Linked DNA regions of Athene noctua: region 2 is linked to region 1. Evidence: chromatin contacts called from public Hi-C data. All regions are on one chromosome and are shown on one strand. Each heading gives the region's core, a stretch centred on a gene start, on an enhancer-like site or on the middle of the called end of the contact. The rest is flanking DNA. Distances are from core to core; before and after follow the strand shown.

Evidence for each region. A called contact is a pair of places that touch in the nucleus more often than the background predicts.
Region 2: a Hi-C map of heart shows a contact between it and region 1, with 4 times the contacts expected there. The contact joins the promoter of MMADHC here to the promoter of RND3 in region 1. A contact is called at or near these places in 2 of 2 Hi-C or Micro-C datasets (heart and liver).

Annotation. Positions count from the first base shown.
Region 1 is chr7:2,554,805-2,559,062 of bAthNoc1.hap1.1, forward strand. It overlaps RND3 (Rho family GTPase 3), which reads left to right and starts at 2,154. Exons shown (of 5, transcript XM_074911070.1): 1 at 2,154-2,542; 2 at 2,628-2,715. The coding sequence starts at 2,393.
Region 2 is chr7:2,688,229-2,692,486 of bAthNoc1.hap1.1, forward strand. It overlaps MMADHC (metabolism of cobalamin associated D), which reads left to right and starts at 2,495. Exons shown (of 8, transcript XM_074911057.1): 1 at 2,495-2,526; 2 at 2,793-2,842. The coding sequence starts at 2,834.

The sequences.
Region 1 (4,258 bases), core at 904-3,403:
CTGGGGTTTAGCTGGGTGATGGTGGCAGCCTCCGGGTAGTAAGAGCAAACAAAGCACATAAACATGACATTAGTGGGGAGCGTGCTGATGGAAGCTCTGTGGTCACGATGAGTAAGTGTTTCGTGTGCGTTGAAGTTTCCACATTCCTCACATAGCTGGATGAAGGCCACTTTTCCACATGAGCTAGGTGAGGGAGCCGTCTCCCCCAGCGCCAGTGTGCAGGGCCCGGGAGCCCCAGTTTCTCTTCTGAGCACCCTCAGTCCTGGCCAAGCCAAGAACAGGCGGCATCAGCACCAGCATTGGAGCATCTTGGCTCCATCTGTACGGAGGTGACCGGTGAGCTGATAGGGAGCAGATGTTCATAGCCAGCTCCCATTCAGGATTAACAAAGAGTTCTTTCAAGCCCGTCTTCTTCTCCCCTTATATTCGACAGATATGCCACAGTTGGCATGTTGGACTCAGGAATATAGAGCCAGAGCTGAACCTCCAGAGCTCCACCCCACCTGCATCTGCCTGTGAGGCTGCCACGTGTTTCAGCGTGGGGTGGGAAGGAATGAAGAAACGGGATTTTCTGCACTCTGGAGAAGTCATGAGAGAATTTACGCAACGGGGTTTTTCCAGACTTATCTCCTGTTCAAACATACACAGCCAAACAAAAGAGACAAAACCAACTTGCTGTGAGCAAGACGTTTCCTCATTGCTTACTGACTGTTCTCCCATTCCATCATACGTCCAGAGAGCTGATGCCATGCTGGTGGACACCAGGGATGGATGGAGACAGCGAAGCAGATGAGATCAGCTTTGAATTTAAAAAAAAGAAGAGAGACGGAAAGTTGTCCACTCCACCTTTTCAGTAAGGCTTTACAAATAACACACACGCTGCAAATTTTAGTGTTTTGCTCATGATTTCCACACAGAAACCAAGGCTTAAATTCTTTGGAAAATTCATTAGAGTTGAGTAATTTGACCAGCAAAAGATGTGACGCATCAGAACAAAATCAAGAATACTAGGACTGAATGTTGAAATGTCGTGCTCGGGATTCTCTTCTCTGCATCACTGGAGAATCTCCCTATGGTCAAATATGCAGAAGATAGTAGCACTTTCCATTTCAGGATGTTTTAAGACTTTATTACTTGCTCACGTTTCAGCCCAGCACTGACACGGAGCTAGTTCATGACCTGGATGACTCACTTGAGATAAGCCCAAGACCCCACCTTCACCAAGGCCACCCCAGTCTTCGGCTGCCGGAGCAAGGAGGGGAAGCAGGCTCTGCTCCAGCCCTCCTGCCTGCCTTTCTGAGGGCATCTGCCTGCCACGCCGAGCCAGACGGCGGAGGAGAGGAGCACTTGAGGGAGAAGCGTGCTACGAACCGCTCACAAACCGTCCCTTGTTCAGGGAAAGATTCACCCCGCGCTGTGACAGAACCGCTGTTACAGTCAGCAGCGTTCAGCCCTCTGGTGAGCATAAGCCGTTGGCTGGTTTTGCTTGGTGTCCAGGGAGCTTAAAAAAATATAATAAAAGGAGCATGTTTAACGGTGGGGAAGTTTTTCAGAGATCCCTGTGACCGTGTTTTGAGTGAAAAACCCCGCTGCCCACAGCCAGCGTCAGCCCGGGCTGAGGCAGGCCTGCGGCACTGGAGGGGGGCACGGCACGTCCCCGAGGGACCCGGCACGCCTCGCCGCCCCTCAGGAGGCCACAAACCCCCCCATGCCGCAGGTTCCTTTCTGTAGCATTGAGATAGATAGGCTACTTGGATAAAATTTTTAAAAACCACCACAAAAAACCCCCACCCTTTATGCCACGCATCGCTCCTGAGGGCGCCGGCCCCACACCAGGCCTCTCCCTGACAGGATGACACCGCTCTGCCGCCGGCACGGGTTTACCCCCGCGCTCAGCGGACGGGCCCGGGCCCGGTGGAGGCGGGAGGGCCAGGGGGGCACGGCCGGGTGGAGACCGGCCCTTTCCCGGTCCCACGCCGCGTCCCCCCGACCCCACCGCGGCCGCTCGGGGCTGCGGCGCCGCGCGGCTCCTCTAGGGGGCGCCCTGCTCCGGCGGGCCGGGCGGCCGCGCGCGGCGAGGGGGCGGGCCCCGCGCCGGCGGCGGGCGGTGATTGGCGGATGCGAGGCTATAAATAGGGGCGGGTGGTGGGGGGACAAAGCAGTCTGCGCGGGACCGGCGGGCGGAGCGGGACGGCGGCGCGGCCCGCGGCGCTGCCACTTCCACCTGCTTTTTTTTTTTAAAAATTATTTCTGTCTTTTTTTTTTTTTTTTTTTTTTTGAGGTGAACCGGGTTTTGTGTGGTTTTTTTGTTTGTTTTTTTGTTTTTTTTTTTGTTTTGTTTTGTTTTTTTTTAATTTTTGTCGTGGCCGACCGAAGGACTAAGCCGAGATCAATGAAGGAAAGAAGAGCGAGCCAGAAGTTATCGAGCAAGGCGGTGATGGATCCCAACCAGAACGTGAAGTGCAAGATCGTGGTGGTGGGGGACAGCCAGTGCGGGAAGACAGCGCTGCTCCACGTTTTCGCCAAGGACTGCTTCCCCGAGGTGCGCCGGGGGGGCTGAGGGGCCGGGGGGCTGAGGGGCCGGGGCGGCGGTGGGCGCGGGCTGACTGTGCGCTGTCTCCCGGCAGAGTTACGTCCCCACCGTCTTCGAGAACTACACGGCCAGCTTCGAGATCGACACGCAGCGCATCGAGCTCAGCCTCTGGGACACCTCGGGTGAGCGCTCCCCTCCCCGGAGGTCGGGGGGCGAGGAGGGAGGGGAGGGGGGGGGGTGTCGGTAAACCCGTGAGGAGCGGCAGCCTCCGTCGGTCGGGGGAGCCGGGGGTTTTGGGGGGGGGGGGGACCAGGAGGCCGCCCCTGCGGCCCCGCAGCCCCTCACCGCCGCGTTGTGGCGGGGGTGCCCGTCCCCAGATGCGAGCGGCAGCTAGGCGAGACGGGCGGCTGCTTCTGCGATTCAGGTATTTTTTTTTTTAAAAACAAAAACCAAACAACCTGCGGTACACTTTAGCGATATATTTGACTGGGGAGGGGGGGAAAGGGTGTGGACAAACCTCCATTAAGCGATTTGTCAGCATTGCAGGGGAAGGCAGGCAGGGCAGGGGTATGTGTTCTCACCTGCCTGCCTGGAAGGGGCTTATCTGAGGAGCTCCAGGAGCACCTTTACCCCCCCACCGCTGTGAACCCCTGCTGCACCTAGTCAAAGAGCAAAGAGGTGTTTATATATGTGTATATAGTAAATTACATCAGCTCACATTTGAGTTCCTTGTGGCCTCCTTAATGCCTGTTCGGTTTTTTACAAAATACCGTACTTTTTCTCCTGTGTTTGAGTCTTTAAAGCCAGTAAAGACTCGTGAGGTGGGCACCTCTGGCTCTCTGAGGATGAAGAGGAAACTGTCCTTTTTTACATACCAAGATCAGGGCTTAAGGCCCTCCTTCTTTCAGTTGTACCTTCAGTGGCCATGTCAGAAACCCTCAAAAGGCTGAGGTTCTTGGCTGTCTTAGATCTCGTGTTAGGCCAGGAACTCCTCTAGATCCTGCTGTCATTGGTAATTGGACTAAGGTTACTGCCAGGGTGGGGAGGAGACACCCCTGAACTTGCCACCTTCAGCGCTGGAGTGAGGAGTGCGAGTCTGCCGCTCGATATCTGAGCGCGCTGGGAGAGGTGGTCGGGGGTGAATGACACCCGAAACCATTAACAGGAGCCTGCATCTGCGTTATTCAGCAGAAGGGATTGGGGAAAAAAGCTGAAGGAACTGGACAGAGTATGGAAGCCCTTTCATCTTTAGGCAGGTTGGGTAGATAGCTTGTTAATGTTGAATTGGAACCCAGCAGTTCCTTCTAAATATGAAAGCAGTCCTTTTACCAGGAACTAAAATGTTAATCCCTTTTTTTTTTAAAAAAAAAAAGGAGTTTAGGCGGCGAGTTGGCTTTCCTCTTGCTGTTGAGGAAATGATTCCAAATTCTTGCAACACGATTACTGGGAAAAGGCAGTCTCTGTGCCCACAACCGGTATCAGCGTAGCTCTGAACTGATTTTTCTTCATCTTATGCCAAGTAAGACTTGCAGACTTCTAGAGTGTGTCTGGTTTGAGCTTACATCCTGATTACTAAGCTGGCTCTAAGAAACTCTCTGGAGTAAGGGCTTATTAAAAAATAATAGTTATTTTGGAAAATTTTATCTTGAGCTACTAAAGTACACCACCCTCGCAAGTTAAGTTACTTGACATGGGAAGGTTTGGAATTTGTATGTAAAAGGCCAG
Region 2 (4,258 bases), core at 1,245-3,744, 130 kb after region 1:
GGTTTATGCTAATAAACCAGCAGCAAAGAAAATAAAATAAAATTGTCCAGAAACATGTGGTCTATAACTAAAGTAAATTAAAGGCCATGTGCACATTCAGAGGGATCTGAATGCCAAATCTTTTATTTTGAAGGCGAGAGATTAAAGTTCCCTTTGCTTAACCAGCATCGCTGCTTTGAACAGACAGCAAAGAAATGGCAAAAAATAAAAAAGAAGAGTCTTAATCCTAGTATTCCAACATGGCTTGTGTGCGTTTCCCCTCTACTGCAGAAGCAAACAGCAATACAGCTCTTTTATATTAGCTTTAAAGAGGATTTGGGTTTGGGCACCTCTCCCCTGATATTTTTAATTCAGCATTTAAATAGTTGCATTAGTATGCACAGCACTTTCCACATATGCAAGTAGGGAGGTTTTTGCCTCAAAGAACTCATGATCTAAATTCAACCACAATATTGAAAAAATGACAAAAAAGCTACCTGAAAACAATACTGAGTCTTAAGCTAGCTACAAAGCTTTCTCCCTTCCCCTTTCCATCGCTGCCAAGATGTATGAGAAGGCAAGATACAGAGGGTGATCGCCTCTGTAAGGCAAACAAAAAAGGCTGAACTTGGAGACAAAGATGATGAGGTTGTTCAGCACAGTGCCTGTGGAAAGCTATTCCAGACCCAGAAAATTGATAAAGATAGCTTTGTTAGAAAAGCTAAAAAGACATAGCTTATGAGAAGTCCTGGATTTGGTAGACATGGCATGATGGCTAACGTGTTTGAAGCGGATGAGGAAAAAGACAAATACAAAGATGAAAAAGAAGGAGCTAAGATGATGCTTCCTACAAATACACTTCAGGCCAGAGGGGGACAAAAGTGCCGTGTTCCAGGTGACGTTAAAAAAAAGAGGATGGCAATTTGAACGCATATTATGGACTGGAAAACCAGGACCATTCTGCAAATGAAGAGGGAGGATGAGCAGGAGCTCTACACCTGCACAGGAACATGGCTTTGGAATCAGTGCTCCAGCTGAGCCTCACTGACTTGGGGGATACATTCAACACACGTTCTGGGGGTTAGCGAGCGATTCAGCACAACCCACACAGCCAGTACGGCTCAACACCAAACACAAACTGGCTTTGTATTGCTCGTTCTTCTTGGAGCGACAAAGACTTGTCCCCAAACACATCTTGGAGCACCTTCAGCCGCGGACGGTGAGTAGAGTGGAGTAGCACCATGACCCCTTCTCTTTGCTGCGGGCACTGGAGAGTTTTTCAGCGCGGGGCTTCCAACCCACTCCTACCGCCAAGCCGCTCCGACGCCACACAAAGGAGAACGTGTCAACGCGTACATATGCAATTGCGTTAATAACTTCTGCAGTTAATTAACTTTATATAGCAGCGAGTACAGAAATTAACAGATATTTAAGAGCTCTGCCCATGGAATTACCTCAATCGAGCTCATAATGGAAAAGTTTATTTGAAATAAAAGCTGCCTTTGTAAGCAAACCTCACCCAATAACCAGGCCCAAGGAGAAAAGGTGGAGAAACGAAGCCCTTTCTCACTGAAGCAGCAAAAAAACAACAACAACCAAAAAAAAAAACAACAAAAAAAAGAGAGAGAAGTCTTTAGTTTATTGAAGAAGGACTTTATTTTTATTTTGTAAAACAGTTATTTTTGTAGAACAAGGGTACGGGGGTGGCTGTCAACCCGCCCCTGTGGCTCGACCCGATGAGAAGGCAAAGCGAACACCGTCGAAGGAGAGCACTAACCCATTACATAGGACACTTGGCATTTTATTTCCCTTTTAAAGCTGTCTTTAAATCACTGTGTTTAGGGGGGAGTCACTGATAAAAACCTCAGTTCTACCAAGGCACGTTTTTATTAATTATTTGAGGGAACTACCTATCGCCCCTGAAAACCGGGTTTGTTAGAAGCGGCATTATGTTCCAGTTCTGACGGACTTTCCAAGAAATCGCCGGGCCCAGCGGCCTTTCGGTGGCTGAGCAGCTCCCCCTGCATTTTTTTTCCAATAACAACACTCCTTTTTTTATTCACTTTCGACTTTACTGTACTCTCCGGCCCCAGCAAGCCCCAGCCGAGCGCTGGAGCAGGGGGGGTGTGTACCGGCAGCCCGGTTTACACTCCGTGACTGACTCCTGGCGCACCCAACGGGTACTGCGCCGCCGGTGACGGGCGCCCCGGTGCTGACACCACGATCCTGAGGAACCCGCGCGGCGGCCTTTGCGGGAGAAACACCCGCTCGGGTGCGGCGGCACAGCCCGGCGCTGCCCGGCCCGGCCGCCCTGAGGAGCCGCCTCACGCTGCCCCCGGCCCCTGCCGCTCGCCGCCGGCCCGCGCCACCGCCGCATCCCCGGCCCTAAGCAATCGACCGCCGAACGACTCGGCCCGCCCGCTCGCTGCCCGCTCCCTCGAGGCGCTTAATCGAGGTGTCGGTGGATCGGCTCGCTCGGCTTGGGGGCGGGCGCCCGTCGCGCGGGTGCGCCGGGGGACGGCGGCCGGCGCCATTTTGCAGGAAGAGGTGAGGGGGTGCGGCGGCTCTGCGGTCTCCGGTGCTCCCGCTGGGTTTCTCGCTCCCGTCTCGTCCATTCGCCTGGTGGTGGCGGCTTTAACCGCCGGGCTTGTAGCGAGCGGGGTAGCGCCGCGGTGCTTTGCGGGACTGTTGTCGGGGAAACGGCCGTGAGGGGCGATCGGCCCCGGCGGGCGGTGTGAGGGGCGGGCGGTGTGAGGGGCGGGCGGGAGGTGAGGCCGGTGCCTCGGAGGCGAGTGCTTTCGCTTCTCTTGCAGGGGCAGCCGGGCCTGCCGCCGAAGGGAGCCCGCCGTCTGCGATGGCCAGTGTGAGTATTGCGGATCGCCGGCCCCCGGGCTTCAGCGCCGTCGCGGCTCCCTTCGCCGGCGGTTCGCGGTAGGGGGGTGGCCGTCAGCCCGCCCCTGCGGCTCGACCCGATGAGAAGGCAAAGGAGAGCACTTCCCCCTGTCATCCGCGACGCTTGCGTTTTATTCACCCTTTAAAGCTGTCTTTAAGTCACCGCACTTAGGGGGGAGTCATTGATAAAAACCTCAGTTATACCAAGGTACATCTTTATTAGAAGGCAGCGGTATCGTTATCCTTCCATCAAAGTTTTGGAAGCCAATTTCCGTGGATATTGTGGAATAATCGAATTGAGGATTAAGTAGGATCTGGTTTGTTTGGGTTTTGTTAATGTCATGAGTTAAGATGAAACGCACAGGTTCACCAGGGTACTTCCAGACTGAAGAATGAAACAGGCTTTATTGATTTAGTCTTCCTACGGAGACATGAATAATTTATTGATTTCAGCGGTGTTTTTTCACTTGTGTAATGCTAGGTACGTAAATATTGGCATAAGTGAGCTCAGTCAACATACCTGTAATTAGCACTAACATCTGCATGTTAAGTGATCCTGATTATAAGAAAACGCTCTTTTCTTGTAATTATGTGTCAGCTGTAATTGTTTACATCTGGTTTATCTGTAACTCAATCATTATGCAAAAATTAATTTCATTTACTGGTTTTACATAATAGAGGAAAAAAACATTCAAGTGGAATCAGAAGACTTTTGTTGTTGTTACAGGCACCTTTTAAACATAGAGGTGTTTTAGAACAGACAGCTTAAGGCCTTACCTGTAAATGTTTTAAGTCAGAAAATCAAATATGCTTTTATGCTTTTGAGTTGGTAGAACTTATTGTATGTTTACACAGAGGTGGTGTGTGAGAAAGTGATGCTTACTGGCTTAGGTCCTGATACTCCAAATAGAGTTCTTATCTTAAACATACCATTTTCTCACTTTTTTTTAAGTAACCTTTTTGCACACATATTTTGTGGTGAACACGCGTAAACTTTTATAGAATCAGACATACAGCACTTAAGGAAAAGCCCTTTCTGTCAGGTTTCTCAAAAGAATTTCTTTTCCTTACCTGGAAAATAAGGTGCTTCAGTGAAAGCACACGTGCCATAGCAGGTGGGATTTATATTTTCCAGTAATGCATGCTTTTGTGCAGCTGTAATCAAGAGTATTAGTAGTTTTTTTGCTGGATTTAAGTAGACTTTAATTTTTTTAAAATTATACTTCTGTCTCTACGTTTTGAGATATTTTTCTGTTATGCGTGTGTAAATGTGTTGTGAAAGTTGTCAGTCTATTTTTACAGAATAAAAAAATTAGATCAGGCTTTCTAGTTTAATCACTTCACCTGGATATTTCATGTTTAAAAAAAAAAACCAAAAAAAACCAAA